Regions from separate parts of the Mus musculus genome. Here region 1 is linked to region 2. Evidence: chromatin contacts called from public HiChIP or PLAC-seq data. All regions are on one chromosome and are shown on one strand. The core of a region is the stretch at or near the end of the contact, and the rest is flanking DNA. Distances in the headings are between cores, read along the strand shown.

What was found. HiChIP or PLAC-seq counts read pairs in DNA pulled down with a chosen protein or histone mark.
Region 1: a contact with region 2 is called in a BATF HiChIP or PLAC-seq map of CD8 T cells, with 10 read pairs. The contact joins two enhancer-like sites. A contact is called at or near these places in 1 of 15 datasets of contacts at CTCF or cohesin (CD8 T cells), 3 of 484 Hi-C or Micro-C datasets (CD8 T cells, the HPC-7 cell line and nephron progenitors) and 1 of 115 datasets of contacts at active chromatin or transcription factors (CD8 T cells).

The regions. Positions count from the first base shown.
Region 1 is chr13:28,441,138-28,443,845 of GRCm38.p6, reverse strand. No RefSeq gene overlaps it. Among named protein-coding and RNA genes, the nearest start is that of Gm40841, 21 kb to the right of the region's middle. Within about 2 kb of position 1,410, at least 9 of the 459 cell types and tissues checked have an H3K27ac peak or open chromatin away from gene starts, as enhancers often do. A contact at or near this core is called in CD8 T cells, where this site is marked.
Region 2 is chr13:28,511,365-28,514,064 of GRCm38.p6, reverse strand. The region is part of intron 7 of 2610307P16Rik (RIKEN cDNA 2610307P16 gene); the gene reads left to right. Among named protein-coding and RNA genes, the nearest start is that of Gm40841, 91 kb to the right of the region's middle. Within about 2 kb of position 1,289, at least 93 of the 459 cell types and tissues checked have an H3K27ac peak or open chromatin away from gene starts, as enhancers often do. A contact at or near this core is called in CD8 T cells, where this site is marked.

The DNA of each region.
Region 1 (2,708 bases), core at 161-2,660, 70 kb after region 2:
GCTGAGTAAGAGAGATTTAATTGGTTTGCTAAGTACAGGTGTCTGTCTGCTTGAAGATGTTCTTTTTTATATAACATCCAATGGCATCTGTATGCACTTCTGTATTTGTGAGAGGGATTAATGTGTCCCTGGATATAAGAATATAAGCATTACATTAAAATTTAATTAAATATGACTCAAATGTATATTGATAAAAGCAGAACATCAGTGACCAAACCCACAAGTACACTGAAACAAATGGTCAAAGTCAGAGTGACTTTTAGAGGGTTGTTTGTTTTTGTAAGAGGTTGAACACAATTTGTTTAACGAGTTTGTGTTTGTTAAACATTTTTACTGTGTAGAAAGTGGGTGATGTGTGCAAAGAACTTCATGTGTTCTGTTATATTTTACTTTGGATTAATTAAATACCTGTTTCATCTAGTTCTTGTAAAGCTAAAACTAATCCTTATATATAAGGTACTCAAAGCCATGATGAGCACATCTCATGCTTCTTTAATGTACAGCTGTGGTTATTTACTTGTGTGTGAATCTTGTATTTGAGTCTACTGTATATTCTGCAATCTATGAACATCTTTGCCATCAGCTCTACTGATACAGAACTCTGACTCAGTTTCCAATACCAAGTGCACCATGCTCTGGTGCCTCATCACTAGTAAAAGAAAATGAATCTGACCTCTCTGAGGGAAGCAGACAAAGTTCTGAATGAATTTGTGTTGTTGTCATGTGCAAAGTCATGTCTAGGACCCAAAGCCTCCCCAGGGTCAGGCTCAGGAAAAAGACAAATCCTTCCCTTGATTAGTGAGCAGATGTATGTATAGACATCCCAACTACAGCTTCCTCCTCCTCATGTTTACAACCTGAGACTGTTACTCTGTAGAGTCCACTGACTGAGATTAGCTGAAATCCTGCCTCCTCCTACAGCTCTTTACCTCTATATCTCCTCCTACAGCTCTATACCTGCCTCCTCAATTCACATATTTAAAATAAATGCTCCAAGATTGCAGACAGTTGCTAGTGTGTCTCCATCAGAGTGCATGGCCCATTCAGTCTGTCCCCCTTCTGTGTGTGTTCTTTTTCATTTCCCCATCACTGCAGTCAGGTCAACTGAAAAGCCATGCAGACATAGGACCTCTATTATTGTCTCATCTTTGAGTAGACTGTCAGTCTTAGTTAGGGTTTGTATTGCTGTGAAGAGACACCATGAGCACAACTCTTATAAAGGAAAACATTTAATTCAGCTGGCTTACAGTTTCAGAGGTTTAGTCCATTATCATAGCAGAGCATAGTAGCATGCAGGCAGATGTGTTGCTGGAGAAGAGCTGAGTGTTCTATATCTGGATCCATAGCACTGTGTGCTAAGTAGACTGTGTAACACTGGCCATACTTGTGGTTATAATACCACAAAGCCCACCTTCACAGTGACACACTTCCCCTAACAAGGCTATTCAAACAAAGCCACAACTCTTAGTAGTGCTACCCACTGTGGACCAAGCATTCAAACACATGAGTCTATGGGGGCCATTCCTATTTAAACCCCCACACCACCATTCTTTCATTTTCACAAGTCAGAAAGATAGATGCCACACACATGCTCCAAAACCACGGCCATGATCCTTCTTTCTCTCACTTTCAGTTTCCCACCACAGTTATTTAGTTAGGTCAACTAAATTTCCATTAAGATTCTTCCATTTCTCAGCAGTTCCATTGTCACTGACATCATGTAAGCCAGGAATTCTGCTAGCTGATATCTGGAGTTCCATAAGAGATGGCCCTATTTTTGTTATATCTACTCATCACCCCCAGCAAGTCCCCTGCTGTCACTATGACACTCATTTTAAAGGGTGGCCTAATCTCTCTTTGTACCAAAACTTTCCATCATTTCCTCTTATTTTAACATTACACCCATGTTTAGATCCACCAGACCTGGCCTGTGGGGTTTACTATAATGCCCGTTGCTTAGATATGTCTGTCATCTTTATCAGTATATTGGTACCCTGCTCTCTCAAATTGGGAGATCACTGTACATGGTAGGAATTTCTCCCACTGTCCTACTTACATGTGAATTTGTATGCACTTACTAAATATTACCTCAAACCTCTCTTCTTCCCAAACACTTTTTGCTCTAGTTAGCTTCAGTGGTCAACTTGAGTTATCAAAGGCAATTTCAATTGGACTATAGACCAATTTGTATGGCAATAGTCAAATTAGCCTGTGATTGTATTCGTGAGAGACTCTCTTGATTGACAGACAATTGACATGGAAAGGACAAGTCCATTGTGGGTGGCATCATCACTAGACAGACGGGCCTGCGGTGGATAAAGAAGGTAGCTGAACATGAGCTAGTGGATGAACCAGAGAACAAGCCAGCAAGCAACTTTTATCCATGCTTTTGAGAAAAACAACTTCCTTGAGTTACTGTTCTGACTTCCCTCAATTATGATTATGATATGGAAGTATGAGCCAAATGAATCCTTTCTTTCTACATTGCATTTTGTCATGTTTATCTCAGTGACAGAAAATCAAACTAAGTTACATGTGTTCTCTCCCATTGTGCTATCACCCTACAGAGTATATTATCCACATTTTGTGTTTGTGTTGATCATTCTCTGGAAGAATCAGAGCTCAAGAAAGCTGTTATGTTCATGAGTACAGTTTATTGCATAGAAAGGGCACAAATGCAAATCAACAAAAGGAAAGCATAGTGAGTG
Region 2 (2,700 bases), core at 40-2,539:
GGAGAAAAATCTCACAATGTAGGGTGGAAGAGGAGAGTAAACATTGTTTTGGACCAAAGAAATTATGAATGAATAGAGAGAGGCCCATGGACCTTACAACTGAGCACCCCATGATCTGGCTATGGGGATTGTTTGAGAACCTTCTATGTCCACCTCATATTGTTTCTGAGCTCAGTGATAAAAGAGGGGAAATTCATGAAGAAAGAGGCTTTGAGAAGGGCAAGCCTTTTGTAAGCCTTTTGTTGGGATCACGATGGCACATTTCAGGCTAAGAAGTCATCTAGATTGGTTCTCTGACATGATCACGTTTTGTTTCTGTCACTCAGAAATACCCATTCCACACCGAGCTGAACCCAGCCATTCCTCCATGGCTTCTACTTCAGTAGCATATGCAGGTATTTTCTGCTTTATTTCCTTTGTCATTGGTCTTGCCTCCTCTCCTCCTCCTCTTCTCTGTCTCTAAAATCATGGTTACGGCCCCAAGTCTCTCAGTAGAGGAACAGATGGAAGTGCAAGAGCAGTGGAGACATCGAAGCTACTCGGAGCTTCCAGGGTCATCTGGGAACCTTGACAGCACACCCAGCTTCCTTGAGTGGTCTCCATGCAGACTACCAAGTAGCTTTACTCTTGATGATGCTTACATTGGTTTTCAAAATAAGAGGCCTTTACGAAAAGGTCAAAAATGACTTACAATGCGGGGAGAGGGAGGCGTTACTGTAGCCTGCCCTTAGTGTTTGCTAAAGGCCATGCAGTGTGCTCTAATAGAAACTTCTTCTCTTTCAGAGTCCGAATGATTCCGTAAATATTGTTGTTGTTTGGGAAAATATGAAATATGTTTAGTCAATAAAAAACAAAGCCTCCAGGCAAAGCTGGAAATAGTGACGTCAGTGACCTACTCACTGGAGGTGTGTGTGTGTGTGTGTGTGTGTGTGTGTGTGTGTGTGTGTGTGTGTTTGTGTACACACATGTTTTTCACTTTCGGTGTTGTTTCAGAGTGAAAGCAACAGATGCTTCCTTCACAGGCTTCTTGTTTCCTGGTTTTCAAAGCCTCTCCGTTTGTTTGGTTTTATTTTAAGGTCCAGTGTTCCTTAGTCCTTCTGAGAGCATGGGGAGGCCTGTCAGGCTATATGTGCCCCCCTCCCTCTCTCTCTCTCTCTCTGTCTCTCTCTCTCTCTCATTAACCCACTCTTCTGTGTGTGATACCAAGTGGAAGTGTGAGGCACCACAAACTGCTTTGAGCAGAGCCCACTTCCCTTCGCCCGCAGAGTGTAAAGCAGTTATACCAACATCAATCAAGGGAAACCCACAGGCTGAGCTCACACCGTTGAAGCAGGTGCGTGAGTGAGGCAGGCACACAGGATCATGGCAATGCCCTGGCACTGTGCCCACAAATGGCAGTTACGATGGTGTGTGGGCTGTGGCTGCTGCACCCTGCAGAGCCCCCCTCTCCCCCCGAGTCTGCTCTTCCTCTGAAACACAATGAGTGGGTCCCCTACCCTTGAGTTAGCCTCCTCTGCCATTTCAGCTTTCATTCAAATTTATAACGCAGAAGTTGTAAGGAAATATTACTTTGTTTTCTTTCTGTGGTACCTTCTGGAAAGACCCCTTTAAAATTATTCATCAAGCAAACCACTGATTTACTGAGATAAATGAAGCAAATACAAGGTTTAAAAATGTGTTTGTTTGTGCTTGGTAGCCTGAGGTGGGAGGACCACAAGATTGAGGCCAGCCTAAGGAACCAGTGGAGAGAGACCCTGGCTCAAAATGAAAAAAAGTAAAAATCAAATTAGTGAGGACTAGGAGGCCTGTTCGGTGGCAGCACATTTGCCAAGCTGGCCTGAGACCCTGGACTCATTCCTCAGTATAACAAAACAGAAATAAGTCCATCATCTGTACATGCATAGCACATACCAGTGCTTACATATATGACCCGTGACCATCTTCACATGTGTATATGTATACATGCTTGTGGGTAGATTATGTGTGATACTTAAATACACAGGTGTCTATGCATACACACATATAACCTCAAACCAGGTTTAAAAATCAAACTTCTACAGGTTGTGCGATAAAGAGAATGTGAGAATCTAAGACAATGACACGGTGGAGATGATTTTTAAAAAGGTAGAAGAAACACATGTGTGATCCAAGTGACAGTGACCCGGTCTAATCCAGGTGACAGCGGCCTGGTATAATATAGTGGCTCATGGAAATTTCTGTAAAAGTTTCCTGTCATCCCCCCCCCCCAATTTTTTAGTAGGTATTTCCCCGAAAGTCCCCCATACCCTCCCCCACTCTCCTACCCATCCACTCCCACTTCTTTGCTCTGGTGTTCCCCTGTACTGGGGCATATAAAGTTTGCAAGACCAAGGGGCCTCTCTTTCCAATGATGGCCGACTAGACCATCTTCTGCTACATATGTAGCTAGAGACATGAGCTCTGGGGATACTGGTTAATTCATATTGTTGTTCCACCTATAGGGTTGCAGACCCCTTTAGCTCCTTGGGTACTTTCTCTAGCTCCTCCCTTGGGGGCCCTGTGTTCCATCTTATAGCTGACTGTGAGCATCCACTTTTGTATTTGCCAGGCACTGACAAAGCTTCACAGGAGACAGCTATATCAGGGTCCTTTCAGCAAAATCTTGCTGGCGTATGCAATGGTGTCTGCGTTTGGAGGCTGATTATGGGATGGATCCCCGGG